Linked DNA regions of Triticum aestivum: region 1 is linked to region 2. The links are chromatin contacts, called in public Hi-C maps. All regions are on one chromosome and are shown on one strand. The core of a region is the stretch at or near the end of the contact, and the rest is flanking DNA. Distances in the headings are between cores, read along the strand shown.

Region 1 (5,038 bases), core at 477-2,976, 230 kb after region 2:
CCATATCTGACGGTGGATCTGTTGACCTGTCGGTGATCGTTATTAAAGTCACGCTGATCTTACCACTTCCTTTCGTGTGCAAGCACTTTGTCCATCTTTTAAATAAAAAATGGGCAATCAAAGTCCCATGATTAGTCCGCCAAGTTTTTTTTTTTTGAAACAGCAAGCCTCCTCATTGATTTTTATTAAAGAAACCGCCAACAAACGTATCACCCTAGTTGAGTTGGTTATCACGAGCGTATCATCGTCAAACTGGTCTGGCAAGTGGCATGTATGTCAGTACATTGCTGGCGCTTTAGCTTTGTTGCGTAGTTTCCTTTGATCCGCTTTGTAAAAGGGCACATACAAAGGACAAACAATAAGGTTCCTAGCTCTGAGTGTATTAGTATTTTATTTTCTTTGAGAGGTTCGTGCGCATTAGTTTTTTTAGGGAAGATCGTGTGTATTAGTAGAGCGAGGCTACCAGAGCTTTGCTCGCCGGCTGCTGGTCTCACATTTACGTGATGCGCCATGTAAACAGGGTTTCTCCTACTTGAGCATCCACGGGACACATCGGCGATCTATCGCCCCAGGAAACATTGGAAGTGCACTGCATCCTCGGGCTCGCGCATGCGATTGCATGGGCCAATCGCCAGTGCGAAGACGCGCTCACGAGCAATCTCTAAATGTGTAAAGGTTACCGACAAACGACAAAAGTCTATTCTATCACCAAAAATGCTAGACGTACGGGAAATTTTTACAAGAATTAACGGACTAACCTTATCCCTCTCACTAATATCTCCCCCATTTTCAGTGTGGGGCCCGCTTCATCTTAACAACCAATCAACACACCCCACCTCAGCCTAGCCTGTAAAACTCATGTAAAACCCCTATAGATGTAGCATTGCTGATTCCACCACAATCTCTAAATTAAAACTGCGTAAAACCTAGTAACTTTTAGGAGTAGTGCTCTAGTAGATGCTTGCAGAAGCAGGGGAAAGCACCCAAAACAAATATTGAAACCAAGCTGAAACCAAGCTGAAGATGAATTCTACTTCGTTTTCCAGAATTTGACATGCATTGCCCAACCGCATGCTCATGGAAATTCATGGGTAAAACATTCCAGATGATATTTCAGAACCGGAGGGGAGACATACGTGATCTTGCTCATTTTATGTCAGCCTAGTTAGGTCACGCTGGGTTTGGCGCAACATCGTCGAACTGGTCTTGCAACTTGTCCTCTTACTTTTGTCTTGTAACCATAGATATACACTTTGTTACCCTCGCTGAATTTACCACAGAAGACCGGTTCAGACTTCAGAGAAATGTCAGCGGGCGTCGCTGTAAGGGCGAGCTACCTGCATGGTTCCTCGCCAAAATGCACCAATCCTGGGCTGGGACCTCGTTATCACGCTGACGGGCAGTAGTAGGTTAGAACCGAGCTAGTCAAACTAAACTCCATGGCAAGTTGGCAAGTTGCATTTTCCGATTTTAGGTGAAATGCAAGTTACATTTGCTACATGAAAAGGCCATCTACTGATGATTAGAACGTTTTGTTTCATCCACATTGTTAATTGAGCGCCGAGGCCAAGTCAAGTCAAGTCAATCCGCATACTACTAAATTGTGTTACTGTACTTGGTTTTCTCGGCCATATAACTGCGTACACAAGTCATTTGTTGCAGATACCAAGCTTCTTAATTTGCATGATTGCTTACCAACATTGCAAGAACCGAAGACAGAGTACCATGGTGATCAACTTCAGTTGCTCAGCAAGTACAAAGCTGACATGGATCCTTGCGCTGCTTCTCATCCTGGTCACGACGATTCAAGTACATGGCCAGTCTACTACCGATGGTAATTCATGTCATATCCTCTGAGCTTTTCCCCTTCCAGATCCAGCACCTTTCTAAGCTCTGCTCCATCTGCACCCACAGTTCAGTTTACTTCAGCGTGCAACTTAAGAAATCTCACTTTACTGAAAACCTCAGAAATCAACAAATTAGTAGCTACCGCATGCCTAGTCAAACATGTCATGATCATTGCTTAGAGCATTTCTGAAAGTTATATATGGACAGAACATTTTGGTTTAGGGAATTAACACCCATCTAGCCCATCCCTCATTTCCTTTAGTTAAAAGAAAAAGAAAACAGCTCTCAAAAACTTTTGCCTCTAGCCCATTTTTCTCGATACTAGTAAGCTGTACGTGCAAAAGCACATGACATATCAGGTACTTCTACATTCAAATTAACGGCACAAAACTATAGGTACTCAAATAGGTAATGCTCTTATGATGTCCCCAAGGGCGGCCCCTCCGACGGGGCAGGGAGGGGGTGATCCCCATCTCCCCTGAGAAGGAGTTCTCCGAGGACAACGAGGAATGGAGCTTGTCTTTATCTGTGTAGTATCTAGTTCTATCCGGTTTATGTCGATGTTTTACCTAGTTCAATGTCGATGTAATGGTATGGTAGTCGGTATTGGTATGTTTAAATATGCTAGGTTTGATCTTAATGTGGTGGCGTTGATTAATATGCAATGAACTAGTTTAAATTTATGTTTCAAATGAATTTGTGTGCAAAAATTATATTGAAAAATAAGTTTTGGGAGATGGATTTGATGGACAAAAGTTTAATTCCTAATAAATAGGGAATTAAAGGATGGGAATAGGACGGAGAATTAAATTACTAGGGATGTGCTAGAGATGCTGTCAGAGTCTCAGTAGATCTTAAACTCGAAGCACGTAAAACTGATACATACTCTCCATTATGCAGGGTTCGTAAACATCGATTGTGGATTCACAAACAGTAGCGCCTACATCGACAGCACTCTAAAAATACCGTACCGTTTTGATGGTGAATTGGTCGACGGCGGATTGAGCAACGAAATTTTGAAAGAGTTCATGGCTGGTGCGGGGAATGAGCAACAAAAGACCCTGAGAAGCTTCCCTGACGGCTCAAGGAATTGCTATACACTGCCATCCACCATAGGTCAGAAGTATCTATTGAGGGCCATGTTTACTTACGGCAACTACGATAGGTTGAACAGGACTATGGGCGGGTCTTTGTTTCGGTTTGGGCTCCATATCGGTGTCAATTTCTGGGAGGCAGTAAACTTGACAAATACGGATCCATCAAGCACAATATGGAAGGAAGTGCTCACCGTTGCTCCGGGCAACAACCTTTCAGTCTGTCTGATAAACTTTGGTACAGGGACTCCCTTTGTGTCTTCGTTGGAGCTGAGGCCACTGCAAGATACGATGTACCCTTTTGTGAATACTTCAGTGTCAATCAGCTACTTTAACCGGATCAGATTTGGCAACGTCACCGACCCTATCACAAGGTGAGAGGAGGCTGCCATCCATTATAGTTTAAGATTAGATCTGACTTATGCCTGACAATGGTCTTAAATTTAATTTGCTAGATTAAACGCATTTAAAGTGTTTGGTCCTTTGTTTTCTAGATGCTGCAGTTACATGTAAGTTGCACGTAACAAAATTTAAATCTCAAGGTGATATGAAGCTGGGATTATTTTGCCAAAAGAAAAACTAAATCGGCGACAATTAATATGGATCGGATGGAGTATGAAGTTGGGATTGCTAAATCCCATAGCAAGTGCCTTTTTTAAGTAAAATACCAAAAGATTAGTGTGCTCTGCTGGCTATTTATCTAATTCTCCTAGTCTCTGTGCCATAAAGATATCCAACAGACGATTATGACCGGTTCTGGGAGAGCTGGCCCCGCACATCCTATGCCTGGATCAACCTTGACACTGACAAAAAAGTGGAGAGACTCCCCGGCGACAGTGCCTTCAATGTGCCGTCGACCATCTTCCAGAAGGCTTCAACCATAGACATGAACATCTCCAGCACGAGCATCATCGTGGCAGCGGGTCCCAATCTAGACACCAAGAGCCTACAGCTTCTCCCGATCTTTCACTTTGCTGATATCAGCAACAGCAGCCTGAGCAGGAGGTTTGACATCTACAGCGCCGAAGGTTTGCTGTTTCCAGACTTTTCCCCATTGCGATTCCAGATGGACAGCAAGTACAAGATCGGGCACTTCCTGCAAAACGCCGATGTATTCTTCACCTTGAACAAGACGAGCAGCTCGAGACTTCCGCCGCTCATCAACGCTTTGGAGGTGTACTCGCTCGTCCGGATGGATAATCTCACCACTGACTCTGGCGATGGTAAGATTAATTTACATACTGCACATGCATTGCACATTTGCCATGTATGACAGATTCACATGATCATCTTGCAGTTTCCAATGCTAATGACCGAGGTCTCGCTATCTCGACCCCTAAAGATTAACAAACTCCAGTTGACATTGTCACGATCTTTACTAGAGTAATAGGATTAAATTTATCAACCAACAGATTTAGTTGTACATTCAACTCCTGAGTAAGCCATCTTCTTAAGGTCAATTGATGCCAATGTGCCATGGGAAGATCATAGATGATAAATGAATTAGTACAATTATCAGTTCTATGATAAGATCATATATATATATATATATATATATATATATATATATATATATATATATATATATGCAACAATATTGCAGCTTCTTAAGCTAATCTTTTCATCTTCTAAAAACATATAATATAAGCCGCCCATACCCAACTTATACAGCTACTATATGCCGTGCATATTTGTTTCCATTGACTTTTGCTGTTGTAGCCAAGTATATAAAAGAAGTCAAGACGCACTACAATTTGGCACAAAGAAACTGGAATGGAGATCCATGCTCCCCGAGAGAGTATTCCTGGGAAGGTTTGACTTGCGACTACTCTAAGAGCAACCAGAATCCAAGGATTGTCACAGTGTAAGAGCATAACCAGGACTTATATCATATACATTTTGAAATATCTAAACATTCCAATTCAATCTTCTAAACCTTTGAAGTGCATTGCATCAACCCCAAGCAATTTAACCCTCCCGCAAAAGCTCCTTTTGGTTTACATGTTGCTCCAGATATGTTCATGTTTTTATACATATATCACCTAGGAAGAAACTCAGTCACGTGACTTACTGGCTAAGATCTTGAAAACACATGT
Region 2 (5,228 bases), core at 846-3,345:
CACCTACCAAACTGGGTACGCCAAAAGATTGCGAAAGGCAGTATTCAAGATATCGTGGACAAGAGGCTGTTGGATCAGTACGACGCCAATGCCCTGCAGAGCGTGGTGGATCTTGCCATGAACTGCGTAGAGAGTGCAGCCATCGACAGGCCAAGCATGACCGAGGTTGTTTCAAGGCTAAAAGTGTTGTTGCCAACAACTCCAAGCCAGAAACAGTATGCTTCCCCGTCCTCCACGAAGTCCATGAATGATGAAATGCGAAAGCAGTTCCAGCTGTTGATTTCTGGAGAAGTCAACGACGAGAGCTCCAGCTCCTTCCAGTCTGGCTATACCAGTCGGATGACACAACTGGTCCCCTTATCTGGACGGTGAAAGGAAAATGCATGCGAGTTATTGTTGCGTCTGCTTAGACAAAGTTTGGTAGTTTGCTCAACTTGTCATGATTGGTTGTAGATAAACAGAAATCCAGTCATTTTGTTTCCATTTTCTGATCTTGCTTGTTGTTTGGATGAGGGGTAAAAGAATTGTGCAAACTTTGGTATTTTTGTTCAAGGAATTTTCAAATAGGATGTAGTCTTCTTCCATGTGAGAACTCGGTGATCTGTTAATTGGCACTCGCACATTAGGTTCCAGACCAAATTTAAAACAAGTTAAACACTGCAGCTTAAGAACTCGGCATTTTCATTACCCCCAATCCCCCATTCCCTCTTTGCAATGCTGTTGAATCGGATTAAAATACGCCCTCCTACTACCAAATCCTCTGAGCATTTCCCGAGTTGGAGCTACTACTGACTCTAGTAAGTATGAGCGAGTTGGCACCTGAGGTACGAAGAGGCTGATGCGAATGCAGGGGAAGAAATGCAACCGCATGACATACCTAACCCTCCTCGCCGGTCGCCCGCAGGCGGCTCCTCGACTCGGCCGCTTACTGCAGTGCCTCCTGGCCGAGCTCCGAGCTGTTGTGGCGGTGGCGGTGGCCTTGTGGAAGGGAAGGGGAGGGGGCGGGGCAAACCCGCGCCGTGCGTGAACCCATGGCCGCCACCCCCGACGGCGACGGCGACGGCAGAGGGCAATCTGGTCCCTCAAACGGAAAACGATGTGCAATCTGGTCCCCCGATCCCCAAATGCGAGAGTCGAGTCGGGTCGCGCGTGTAGGCCCCCTACCGCCCTGGCCTGGTGCCACCGCCTAGAATCACTCGTGTTTATCGGCTTGCCTCCGCGTGCGCCGCCAGCAGAGAGCGCGCGTGGCCCTGCCGACCGTGCGCCGCCGTTTCGCGGTGACCGCGGCCGGCACAGGGCGAGGAAGCCGTCGCCGTCCGCCGGGACGGCTTGTGCTTGCCGCCTTGTCGATAACCTGTGGAGTTGGTTGACGCGGTTTCTCGACGTAAGCGGGACAGGGGCACCTGCCCCAAACCAGATTGAAACCAAGTTCAGATCCCGAATATACATACAGTCGCCGCTCGCTCATGAATTCTACTTCTACCTGCCCTGCCCTTTGTTTGTGACGCGCGACCAAGTGCCATCCTCCACGTACGTGCTGATGAAACTCGATATTCATCATGGTAATAAAAATAATAAGCATCCTATTGACATTTGAGACCGACCGGCCGGCGGACATGCGTCCTCCGAACTCACACCCGGTCGTTCTTATATCGCCCTGCGAATCGGTCGGTCTAGCTGCCACTTGTTCCTTTTTTATCTGATGAGCCTTGTGGTGAAAGAAATTGATGCAACTTGCATCCATCTTATAAGAAAAGAAATTCCAGCTTGGCATGGAGGATAGGCCGCACGCCAAATGTCGCGGTGCTCTGCAGTCTTCCGTATGCGGCCAACGAACCGCTCGTCAGCCTGATAGCCAAGTCCCAACTCGGGCACAATTGTTTGTGTGGGCGGGCGAATCGGGCCTGCATGTCGCCCATATCTAAAGCCACGGACGTTGACGGTTCTCTGAACCAGTCTGGTGTGCTAGAGAAAACAAGTGCTGCGACCTGCAATTACCTACTGATGAGCAAAAAAAAATTGCTTTCTATACATTTGTTAAATTCAAGGCCAAGCCCAAGCCCAAGTCAAACTAAATACTCAAAACCCCAACAAACCATTACAAAAATATACCACATTGGTGTTTTCGCTGCTATATAGCTGCACAAGCCTTTTGTACCGGACGGTTGTTTCTTGCTTCCAAAAATTGCGAGGACTGGGCACAACCATGGCGATCAGCTTCGGTTGCTCGGCAAGTACAACGACAAAGCTGACATGGATCCTGGCGCTGCTGCTCATCCTGGTCACCATGATCCAAGTCCATGGCCAGTCTTCTACCTCTGGTAATACAATACTTCCAGCGTTTCCCTTCTACCCTGCACCTCTATTAGCTCTGCTCCATCTGCATGGAGAGTTCAGTTTACTTTAGCTTGCAACTTAAGAAGTTCCACTCTGAAATCTTAGATGTCAACAAATTCTTAGCTACCAAATACCTGGTCGCACATTCCATGATCATCTTAAACTTGAAACACATGAAACTGATACGTACTCTCCATTACGCAGGGTATGTAAACATCGATTGTGGATTCACAAACAGTAGTCCCTACAACGACACCCTCACAGGACTCGTGTTCCTTCCTGACCTTGAATTTGTCGATGGCGGTGCGAGCAACAATATTTCAGCAGCACTCATGGCTGATGCCGTATATGAGAACCAAAAGGTCTTGAGGAGCTTCTCTCATGGCTCGCGGAATTGCTACACGCTGCCATCCGCCGCTGGTAAAAAGTTTTTGCTGAGGGCTATGTTTACCTACGGGAACTACGATGGGCTGAACCGGACTACGGATGGGTCTCTGTTTCTGTTTGGACTCCATATCGGTGTCAATTTCTGGGAGGCGGTAAACTTGACAAATACGGATCCATCAAGCACAATATGGAAGGAGGTGCTCACCGTTGCTCCGGCCAACAACCTGTCGGTCTGTCTGATAAACTTCGGTACAGGGACTCCGTTCGTGTCTTCGTTGGAGCTGAGGCCACTTGAAGATTTGATGTATCCTTTCGTGAATACTTCGGTGTCAATCAGCTACTTTAGACGAATCAGATTTGGTCAATCCACTGAATTTATCACAAGGTGAGACAAGGCTGGCATCCATAGTAATTTTGGATTTGATCTTAATAATGCCTGACGATGCTTTTAAATTCGGCTGGCAAGCTCGGCACAACTAAAGTGATTGCCCCTTAATCTGTTTCCTGAAACCTGAAATTGCTTCTAACAAAAATTAATGTCATCTTAAGGTGACAAGAAAGTGGGTTTGTCAGTTGCCATAGCTGCTGCCTTTAAGTACAAACCAGAAAGTAGTTTATTGGGCTAGCTATTTACTTGTTCTCCCCTTGTCTTTGTGTGTGATCAAGATATCCATTGGACCCGTACGACCGGTTCTGGGAGGGCTGGTCTTTCTCCTACAACGCCTACCCCTGGATCGCCCTAAACACTAGCAATCAAGTAAGGCCGCTACCCGGTGACAAAGCCTTCCAGGTACCGGAGGGCATCCTCCGGCGGGCCTCAACCCTAGACGCAAATTTCTCCTTCTTCGAGATCAATGTGACAGTGGGTCCCAACCTGGACACCAAGAACCTGCAGCTTCTTCCCATCTTCCATTTTGCTGAGATCAACAGCAGCAACCCGAGCAGGAGATTTGACATCTACAGCGACAACGACTTGCTATTCTCAGACTTCTCACCGTCACGATTCCAGGTGGACAGCATGCACCAGAATGGGCGGTTTTTGAACAACCCTGCTGCGATCTTCCGCCTGAACAGGACACGCAGATCGAGGCTCCCACCGCTCATCAACGCGTTTGAGGTGTACTCGCTCGTTCGGATGGATAACCTCACCACTGACTCCGACGATGGTGAGCTCAGTGCATACAATGCACGTGCATTATACATGTATATGTGGCAGATTCACATGATCATCATGCAGTTTATTCACTTCTGTTCAGTAGAAAAAACTTGGATATGCAATAACTTTGCAACTGGTTAAGTTAATGTTTATATTCTTTTTAATACATATATATGAGCGCCCATAGCCAACATATACAGCTTTATTTATTCTGTTCATATTTGTTTCCATTGTCTTTTGGGTGTTGTAGTCATTTACATGAAGGAAGTCAAGAAACACTACAATTTGGCACGAATAAACTGGAATGGAGATCCATGCTCCCCAAGAGAGTATTCGTGGGAAGGTTTGACTTGCGACTACTCTAAGAGCAACCAGAATCCGATGATTGTCGCAGTGTAAGAAAATAACCAGGACTGTCCCATATTTACATTTTGGAACCTAAATATCACAATTCAATATGTTTAACCTTTGAAGCGCATTACATTAGCAAGAGACACTCAGTCACATATCTTACTGGCTAATATCTTGAAGACACAGTTAATTTAGTTGAAATCTTGAAAACATATGTAATTTAGTGTGAACCACAGAATGATACTTTAATAATCTTTAAAAAACAAGTTAGCTGAATGCTATCACTAAATTAATAGACCTGTATTAAAATGAGTTGTTTTGCAGAAATCTGTCTACCAGCGGACTGAAAGGTGGATTAGTCATATCATTCATGAACATGGTATCACTGGAAAACTTGTAAGTCGTGCCTACCACAAAATAGCAATGGGCTAAATGTTATTATTTTGACATCCTTGTGACCTAAGCACATAATATATGTAGGGATTTATCACACAACAATTTGACAGGAGCTATTCCAGACTACCAAATAAAGTCACTCAAAGTTCTGTAAGTCTCTGTGCTGATTATAATATTTGGTTGATGATATAAGTTTTAGAGAATGGTTTTAACTATTATTTTACAGCGATTTGTCATATAACCAGCTTGATGGGCCAATCCCGGATTCTATTCTTCAAAGATCTCAGGCTGGTCTGCTTGACTTAAGGTTTGCATGCTTTGTTGCGTAATTCCTTTTGTTTTAACTGAATGTTGCACAATTTATTACTACATAAAAAAATAGATCAAACTAAAAAACAACACTGCAAAGAAACAGGGTTGAGCCTCATAGAAGAAATTCAAGGTTTAGCAACAGTCTTGCACATATAACAAATATGCCACACTTTACCAGACTAGTGTTACGCAAGTTTGACTTTCTCTGGCCACAGTTCAGTTAGTTGTGGCCTACCACACTTTTCTAACGCCATGACGAAGCAGCCTCACTTGTTGTATAAAAGAAAAC

The links. Hi-C and Micro-C count contacts between places; a contact is called where the count stands out from the background.
Region 1: a Hi-C map of leaf shows a contact between it and region 2, with 2.3 times the contacts expected there. The contact joins the promoter of LOC123056999 here to the promoter of LOC123062372 in region 2. A contact is called at or near these places in 3 of 5 Hi-C or Micro-C datasets (all in leaf).

What each region holds. Positions count from the first base shown.
Region 1 is chr3A:582,014,140-582,019,177 of IWGSC CS RefSeq v2.1, reverse strand. It overlaps LOC123056999 (senescence-induced receptor-like serine/threonine-protein kinase), which reads left to right and starts at 1,726. Exons shown (of 12, transcript XM_044480186.1): 1 at 1,726-1,834; 2 at 2,749-3,316; 3 at 3,672-4,165; 4 at 4,662-4,806. The coding sequence starts at 1,726.
Region 2 is chr3A:582,246,736-582,251,963 of IWGSC CS RefSeq v2.1, reverse strand. LOC123062372 (probable LRR receptor-like serine/threonine-protein kinase At1g51810) reads left to right here and starts at 2,095. Exons shown (of 12, transcript XM_044485854.1): 1 at 2,095-2,321; 2 at 2,542-3,109; 3 at 3,391-3,890; 4 at 4,131-4,275; 5 at 4,556-4,627; 6 at 4,712-4,777; 7 at 4,854-4,934. The coding sequence starts at 2,207. LOC123062373 (a long non-coding RNA gene) reads right to left here. Exons shown (of 2, transcript XR_006429642.1): 2 at 1,967-2,380. LOC123062374 (a long non-coding RNA gene) reads right to left here and starts at 1,494. Exons shown (of 3, transcript XR_006429643.1): 1 at 878-1,494. LOC123062371 (senescence-induced receptor-like serine/threonine-protein kinase) reads left to right here. Exons shown (of 12, transcript XM_044485853.1): 12 at 1-584. The coding sequence ends at 372.